2 separate regions of the Rattus norvegicus genome follow, and region 2 is linked to region 1. The links are chromatin contacts, called in public Hi-C maps. All regions are on one chromosome and are shown on one strand. The core of a region is the stretch at or near the end of the contact, and the rest is flanking DNA. Distances in the headings are between cores, read along the strand shown. Region 1 has its middle 23 kb from the start of Fsd1l. Region 2 holds the start of Fktn (fukutin).

The links. A called contact is a pair of places that touch in the nucleus more often than the background predicts.
Region 2: a contact with region 1 is called in a Hi-C map of kidney, with 5 times the contacts expected there. The contact joins the promoter of Fktn here to the enhancer-like site in region 1. A contact is called at or near these places in 9 of 12 Hi-C or Micro-C datasets (the Rat2 cell line, Schwann cells, frontal cortex and 5 more).

The regions. Positions count from the first base shown.
Region 1 is chr5:73,027,292-73,031,506 of GRCr8, forward strand. It overlaps a transcript of Slc44a1 not described here. Among named protein-coding and RNA genes, the nearest start is that of Fsd1l, 23 kb to the right of the region's middle. Within about 2 kb of position 2,285, at least 77 of the 93 cell types and tissues checked have an H3K27ac peak or open chromatin away from gene starts, as enhancers often do. A contact at or near this core is called in hepatocytes, kidney and liver, where this site is marked.
Region 2 is chr5:73,133,017-73,137,231 of GRCr8, forward strand. Fktn (fukutin) reads left to right here and starts at 2,146. Exons shown (of 10, transcript NM_001108667.1): 1 at 2,146-2,377.

The sequences.
Region 1 (4,215 bases), core at 1,035-3,534:
ATGGCTGTATGGGTACATTTCTAGCTTCGCAGCAGTCTTGCTCTGTTTCATGTCTCTGAGCTGGTCTTCCCGTACAATGCAGCGAAGTGAGTAGGTTTTACTCCTCAGAGTAGACTGGTACCCATGCTTCTTACTGTCAAGGGTCATGAGTAGGTAACTGACATCCTCTGCTGAGATGTAAGGGTCACTACAGGGGTGTTTGCACAGCAAGGACTATAGTTCTGGTCATCTTTAACAGGATCCATGAGACAGATGGACAGATAAGACCCAAATGTTTAGCTCAGCTAAAAGAATTTGAATCCCAGGTTACTGTCTATGTCCATCTCTGTACCTTCAGATCCATCTGAAATGTGTTTATCAAGGCCTGTTCTGGTGCACACCATAAAGTAGCTTGAATTAGAAGAGTTTTACTTCCTAGCATGCATCCAACATAAACTGTGGCAAATTATTAATCATATCAAGGTAACTGGAGAATTGTTATCTAGTTAAAAGTCAAAACAGTTGACTGGTTTTTTTTTTTGAACAGTTGATTTTTTCAGTCCTTTTCTTTGTAAATAATTAGCTAATATGCCAGTTATCTCTCCAGGCCACTCCTCGTTAAAGGTGGTAAACTTTATTCTTTGTGTACCATAAAATGCCCTGATTGATCTTGTTTGTAAAAGGAGACATCTACAGGTCACAGAATCCTACTTCTAATGACATTAAATTATTAACACACAGGCTCTAACATTGAAGGGGGCATAAAAACATTGATCTCAGGGCTGGGAGGCTGTCCTTCAGTTTTTTGAGATTAAAGCTTTGTTGTGATACGACCTGTCACAACACCTAACGTAGGTCACTCACCATCTCTCTTCCTGTCTTCTGATGCTGAAGATCATAGAGTAGCCTGGTATCCTTTGTTTGTGGTGATGTTCCGTGGCACAAGAGTCCCAATACTGAACTCAGGAACAGATGTTCACTAAACCCAAATCTTATACAACTTGATCTCATACAAAGATCAGAAAGGTAGACCTCTGGACCAAAGCTTTTCTCTTGAAATTGCTTTGAGACGTCCATTGGATACAATTAAAAGCTAAAATTTCTAATGATATTTATCAGAGGAAACCATTAAAATGAGGTAGGTTCTAGGGAAAGTGTATCTTTGGTATAAGGCTCATTGAAGACCCACAGAGAGCATGTGCAGCTGGATAGGAAAAAGGCGGAGAACCCAAATTGCTGGATGATTTGAACAGGCACTTCACCAAGGAAAATCAGTGTCTGGAAAGTGGATAAAGGGACCTTAGTAGCTTCCTTCACAGGGAGACCAGCAAGGGGCATCTGCCTCACTCTGGGCACTAGACAGTGCTAAGAATTCTTAAATCAGGGGGCTGGGGATTTAGCTCAGTGGTAGAGCGCTTACCTAGGAAGCGCAAGGCCCTGGGTTCGGTCCCCAGCTCCGAAAAAAAAAAAAAAGAACCAAAAAAAAAAAAAAAAAAAAAAGAATTCTTAAATCAGGGGCTGAAGGGGTAGTTCAGTCTGCAGAGTGCCCAGTCTAACAAGCATGAAGCCCCAGATCAGTCCTCAGCGCTATATATACTGGGTGGGATGACACATGATGACCTGGGATATATGAGCCCTTGTCTCAAAAAAATTTTTTTTCTTTTCTTAAAACGTGGCTACACGGCTGGAGAGATAGCTCAGAGGTTAAGAGCACTGTCTGCTCTTCCAGAGGTCCTGAGTTCAATTCCCAGCAACCACACGGTGGCTCAAAACCATCTATAATCACGTCTGGTTCCTTCTTCTGGCCTGCAGGCAGAAAGCTGTATGACGTATACATAATAAATAAATAAAAAAAAAAACGTGGCTACACTGTGTTAAAGGTGGAGAATACTCTTAATGGTCAGCACCTCCAGTGTATAAACTGTGCACTCCAATATTCATTTCTATAAATAGGCAAAGACACTTGGGGCAACTTGACTCTATAATTATCATCTATCAGACCTTCTCTTGCTGCTCAAACTTGCTTGACAAAAAGACTCTAGGTAAAAACAACCAAACAGCCCACTCTCGTTCTTGCACCAACCACACGGAACCTCCGCAGAGGTCCTGAGACATCTATACAAGGAACAGCAGCAGGTCACCCTGGCTCCTGGAGCCCCAAACCTTATCAGAGCTATTTGAAAGTTTGCGACAGGCTGTAGAGGGTGGTTCTGATGCTTTGAAACTGTGTTTACCGTCGCTGAAGATCCTTGCCCCCAATTGGTTTTTGATCTATCAATAAAGAGGCCAGTAGCCAATGGCTGAGCATGGGGCGGGACACGGAGCGTTGCGCTGGTAGGACTAGAATCAGGACGGGGGAGAGGATAAGTGCCTTGTGCGTTGCTGTGCGGCAGATTGGTGGCTAAACAGTCCCAGGGGAGCAGAGGGAAAGCTGGTACTGACCAGCACAGCACATTTGCCATCTTGTGTACAACTGCTCGATAGTTGGCCTCTCAGTCCATCCCGGCTGCCGGCACCCAGTTTCCAGTATTCAGTATTGGGTTCTAACTGGCCCTACCTGCGGTCAGTGTCCAGTTGCCATTCTTAGAACCTGCATGGCTGTAGAAAAGGCCCAGGCAGAGGCGTAGAGCAGCTGCTCAGCATAGCCACTGACAACTGACAGAGCAGAGAGCAGCCAAGGTGGGAAGGGAGTGAAAGCAGAGACAAGGACGCTGAGAATGGGCTGTGAGGAGCTACAGGAGAGAACCTGCAGCTCTGGACTCCACAGAGCTCCCTCACAGCCACGAGACTCAGACCCCCAAGCTGAGAGACATAACACAGGCCACTGACAAGGACCCAGGGCCCCTTGCCCGAGGCCTTCACTGGGCTGTAACAGATTGTTGCTTCCTGCCCCGTATGTCTGCCAAGTGCTGGGACTGGAGTGGTCAAACACTGAGGGAAACACAAGCTTCTAGAGACCAGCAGTGAAGAACCTCTGTCTGCCCATGATTTCCACCCATTTAAGTCAAGAGAGCCGTTAACCATCTGATTGGTGGCAACTGGAGACATACATACTTAAGGCATCCGAGATGTGGCTACCTCTAATGTTAGAAAAGAAAATGTTGACTTGGTTTTGAAGAAACTAGAAACTGTATATAACTTCTGGGAGAATAAGTCAGCAGAAACATGCTGGAAACCTGTTTCCTTTTATTCATTAAAGTTGGAAATAAATACAGATCCAATAGTTTCCTTCCTGGGCACTGAAAGGCCCGAACATCTGTGCACCAAGGAACTTGTTCGTGAATGCTCATGGGCTGGGGGAGCAATGCTGCGAGCCTTGTGATCCCAGCACTAGGGTGACTGAGGTAAAAGGATCATGGGTTGAAGCCACATAGAGAGACACTCAAAAAAGCAAATAAAACGAGGCCCCCACCATGGTTATAGAAGGATATTTGCAGTACCCTCAAAATTGTAAACAACTCAGGTGTCCAAAACAGTAGGATTAATCGTGCTTTATTGACATGCTACAGTTGTCTGCACTGAAGTAAGCTGGAATGAGCTGCCTGTGTCTTCGATAACATTCTAGCCTGCGGGTTTTCACCAGCAAAGGGCGATCTGGGTGATTATTCTCTGGGTCTCTAGGTCAAAGCTTAGAAATTGAAAATAGAAGAAAGATGCAAATCCTGGCAATGTGTGTAGGTTGTGATGAATTTGAGGATGTCTTTTAGAATGTAAGAAAGAAACTAGAAGACGGAGGGGGGAAAAAGGTGATTCCGAGGCCTTCAACACTAAAACAATACATAATGGGGGTTCTTGGGTAAGATGTAGATGGGGAAAGGAGGGAAAGAGGGAGGGAGAGGGAGACAGACAGGGAGAGGGAGAGAGACGAAGAGAAAGATGACAGAGAGAATGGCTTCAGAATTAGGGGGAAACATATTTGCACTGCAGAATTCTATCTTTGGGAGCTCCATGAGGGTAGGACAAAGCCAGTTCAAACATGCTTGGGATTTTTATGCCATCACACCAGTCATACCAAGGTCATGATCAAAAAAGGACCTCCACTGTATTTCTCTTTGTTCAAAACAATCATAAAAATCACCTTTAGGGCTGGAGAGATGGCTCAGTGGTTAAGAGCACTGCCTGCTCTTCCAGAGGTCCTGAGTTCAAATCCCAGCAACCACATGGTGGCTCACAACCATCTGTAATGAGATCCGATCCCCTCTTCTAGTGTGTCTGAAGACAGCGACAGTGTACTCA
Region 2 (4,215 bases), core at 896-3,395, 110 kb after region 1:
CAGGTCACATAGTACTTACACTGTCACTTTTCAACATTGTCTGAGGAATTTGAGACATCCATATTTGAATCTAGATTTATGTTCCTTCAGAAAAATCTATCAAGGATGGATATTAAATTTCTATATTCACTTTATTTAGGTATATATGTGTATGTCACATAAGTGTGAGGCAGAAGAGAACATTAGATATCCTGGAACTGGAGTTACAGAATAGAACGTGGGTCCTTTGGGGGAATACTGAGTATTCTTCACTGCTGAGCTATTTTTTCCAGCCCCTGAATATTTAATCTCTTGGTTACTTAAGTTTGTTAGTGCTGGTATTTTATACTTTTGCCATAGGATACCACAAATGTTACCGGGCCAGAACGTGTAGATACACATACCTGGATGCTTCCTGGAAGGTGAATGTTTACTTCTGGCGGAGGCTATTTTTATTCCTCCTTGTATCCTTCTCAACAGCTTTAAATTTGGTTAACAAGATTAAAAGGCTTTTTATGATGAGCGAGTCTCTCCGAACCTGCTTGAGAAGTACTATTTGTATGACAGTATATGATAGCAGGAAGTGAAGGGAACAAACATTTCCTTTGGCTCCTAGTTGGAGAGGTTAAAGTCTAACATAGGAGGGAGGGCATGGCAGAGTTTATGGCAGCAGGGGCAGGTGGCTGAGTCTACTCACATCTAGATAGACTGGACCAAGAAGCAGAGAGCAGACTGAAAGAGGAGCCAGGCTCTGATCCTTAAAGTCTGTCCCCTCTAGTGGCCTATTTCCTCCAGGGTTTTAAGGTTCTAAAACTGCCTGGAGGCAAAGTATTCCAACAGAAGCATCTGGGGAGCAGTCCACATTCGACCCACTAACAAGGACCGCCATCTTTAGTGTGTGTACGTGGTTATCATCCAACTTCCGGTGGTAGGTGGGGCTTTTACTTTGTAAACTTATATTAAAAACAATAAAGTCACCTGCAAGTGGATGAAAATTTACAGGTAAATTGCCCAAAGAAGTTGCTGACAAGTTATGTCTAGGAAAACCAAAAGGATTGTCGATTTTCTTTGAAGTGTTCTAAATTCTTTCCTTTACATATATCTCTAAACCCTGGTACACTTTACAGTAACAGAAACTTTATAATGTATATAGCACATTACAACTGTGCTTATACAGGAAAAACCATGAGATCCATCCTTAAACTTAACCCGGACCAGAAAACGGGATCGTCCTCTGCCTCTTTCAAGGTTTATACAGGGTAAGATTTACTATGCATTGAAATGTATTCACTTCTAAAACCTAGAAAGTTTCCTTTCATTCTTATAATTTCGACATTATTGAGCATAACAACATTCATTTCTTTTTAAATATCGCCTCTTATTACTCCAGTAGGCATCAATTACATTTGTGTGTGTGTGTGTGTGTGTGTGTGTTTATGTGTGTGCATGCTCATGAGTGTGTTGAAAGACAAGGCCTCTCTCCAGATTCTCCTGTCTTGGCTCCCCAAAATGCTTGAGTTATAGGCATGTCAGACTTAATCAAAAATTTTGACATAACCACGTTCCATCACAATTTTTAGAAAAATTCTGTTTTAAGACAAGCATGGTGATGCAAACTTGTTATCCCAGCACTTGAGATGTGGAAGCGCTAGGATGAGTTGAAGTCCATACTGGGCTAAGTAGAGTTTAAGGCTGGTCTGAGTTAAATGATACAGAGCGAGGTATGTAGGGTAAATTATTTCATCATCTTCTTTTTTTTTTTTTTACTAAATGTCATTAGTAATTTTTTTAGAGAACTTAAAATATTTCTTTGATGCTTTTTAATTTTCAAAAATTCCTATCAAAATCCACATCTGATCTTTGCTAACTCTTAAAATTACACCGCTAAAAGCAAAGATGCCAGGCCCAAAACCGTCTATATTTCTCTCAAGCCCCAAACTGGAAGATAGCATCTTCTAGACTTGGATGTCTAGTAGGCACCTCAACTTTATGAGTACACCCATCCCTACATACTGCTCTTCCCCATTCTGGCCACAGTAGCAGAATGTGGAGAGAGGATGATAATGGGGAGGGGGGAGGGGGTGGGGGGGGCAGAGTCGTTATCCATCCTAAGTTTGCACTTTCTCCGCTCTGTTTGGTGAGCCACACACTAGGGGAGACAGTTCTGTTTTTCCTAAACCTCAGGCAGCCTCAGGACGCTGCTGGAGGGATGGCTGACTGCAGATTTCTAAAGGCCAGACAAATAGAAGGGCTCCGAGAACTTGGCAGCAGACGTTGGCAAACCTGTACGGCCAAAGGCTACTCGGGCTAGCGAACGCAGCTGTGCGCTTGACGGTTTCTTTGCGACAGTCGTCGTGACTGCCGTAAAGCGAGGCTTCCGCCGCAGCTCTAGAGTTAGGTAAGATGAGGGCCTCCGGGCTGTGTATCTGAGCCTGGGCGTGGGCGGGTTCCCTCAGGCATGAGTCGCTGGTCTACTCGTACCCTGGCCGGCGGTCCGCCACCCTTTGGGTGCCCGCCCTACGGCGGCGGGGAGGAGTCCGACGTCGGCCGCAGGTACGCGAGCTTGCTGCCGCCACAGGGACAGATGGGTCTCACATGCCCATGCTGTTCGTTGATCATCCTGACACCGCTTCGATTTTTGGAGGTTCATGGAGACGCTTGTAGAGGCCGGGTTGGAACAGTGATGTTTGAGCTGGGCGGCGAGAGCGAACCACGCGAGTAGAACGATCGGTCGGGTGTGAGGACCAATTCCTTGCCAAGGTTCCTCCGCAGGGGAGGAACTGCTGCAGCCCGCTGCTCTGAGTGCATCCTCCGCGGTGGCTGGAGGCATGAACTCACTGGGAAAGGAAGGGAGAATGGCCACCCAGGGAGGGTTCCACGAGGCGAATTTTGGTCCTGCGCGAAAGACAAGTTCTGTGTAGAGCAGCCATCTGCCACCCTTCGAAGGGAGTAGGTGGTTGGTTTTCCAGTCTCTTTCCTCTCTTCTGAGACTCCTCGGTGGTTATAGATCGTTTGAAGGAGTGCTCACTATGCTTAATAATATGATGACGATGGTAATAATACAGTGGGCGCGGTTAGCGATGACAGATAACTGCATGTAGGAACTTTCCGGTCTTCCGTTTACATTATCAGTTGGGGGATATCGGGAAAGACTTGATGTAAATGGGTACGGGTAGTTAAAAGCTTAGGTAAGAGTCTAAAGAACTGAATTCAGATTTCATCGAGATCGCCAATGTCTCAGGTAGCACAAGGCAAGCCACTTTCCTGTATGTCTCGAGCTTTCTCGGCTATAAAGAATGATATTCCAGCCTTTCTACCTTTGAAGATTTCCAATAAATAAAAGTCAACCTGTGAGCCAGCCATGGTAGCTCACACCTGTAATAACAGCACTTTGGAGGACAAGAAAAGCACTAGGAAACAGCTACATAACGATTGACAGACCAGCCTGGGGTAAATGCCCACAGCCAAGCAATTAATTACATGTCCCTTGAGGGAAAGGCTTTACTCACTGTCTTAGGGCTAATATTTTCTGTGATGAAATACCATACCGTGACTTGGGGAAGAAAGGTTTATTTTGCACACAGTTGCATATAACAGTTCATCATCAAAAGCACTGAGGGCAGGAACCTGGAGGCAGGAGCTGATGCTGGGACCATGGAGGAGCGCTGCTTACATGCTCCCATGGCTTACTCAGCCTCCTTTCTTATAGAACCCAGGACCACCAGCCCAGGGGTGGCACCACCCATAATGGGCTGGGCCCTTCCACATCAATCACTAATCAAGAAAATTCTCTACAGGCTACAGTCCAGTCTTATGGAAGTATTTCCTCATTTGGGGTTCCCTCTTCCCAATTATTGTAGCATGTGATAAGTTGACATAAAATTAGCCAGCAAGCTCACGTACATGAAATGTAAATCAAATAACTTGATTTGAGCTGGGACAACAACTCAGTCACTGAAGCGCTTGTTGCAAGCATGCTGATCGGACTTCCATCCCCAGATCAGGGTGGCCTGCAGGTAACCTCAGAGCTGGGGACAGGGAGACGGGATTCCTGAGGCTCCAGGGGAGCCAGCAGAAGTGAGAGGATTACTGGTTACCAGCCTGGCTCCAAAGTCAATGAGAGGCTCTGTCTTGAGGGAATAAGGTAGAGTGTGATAGAGCAAACACTGGGCATTTTGTGGCCTACACATTCCTGCCCTCACACACTCACAAAGGTTGATGGTACCCAAAGAATGG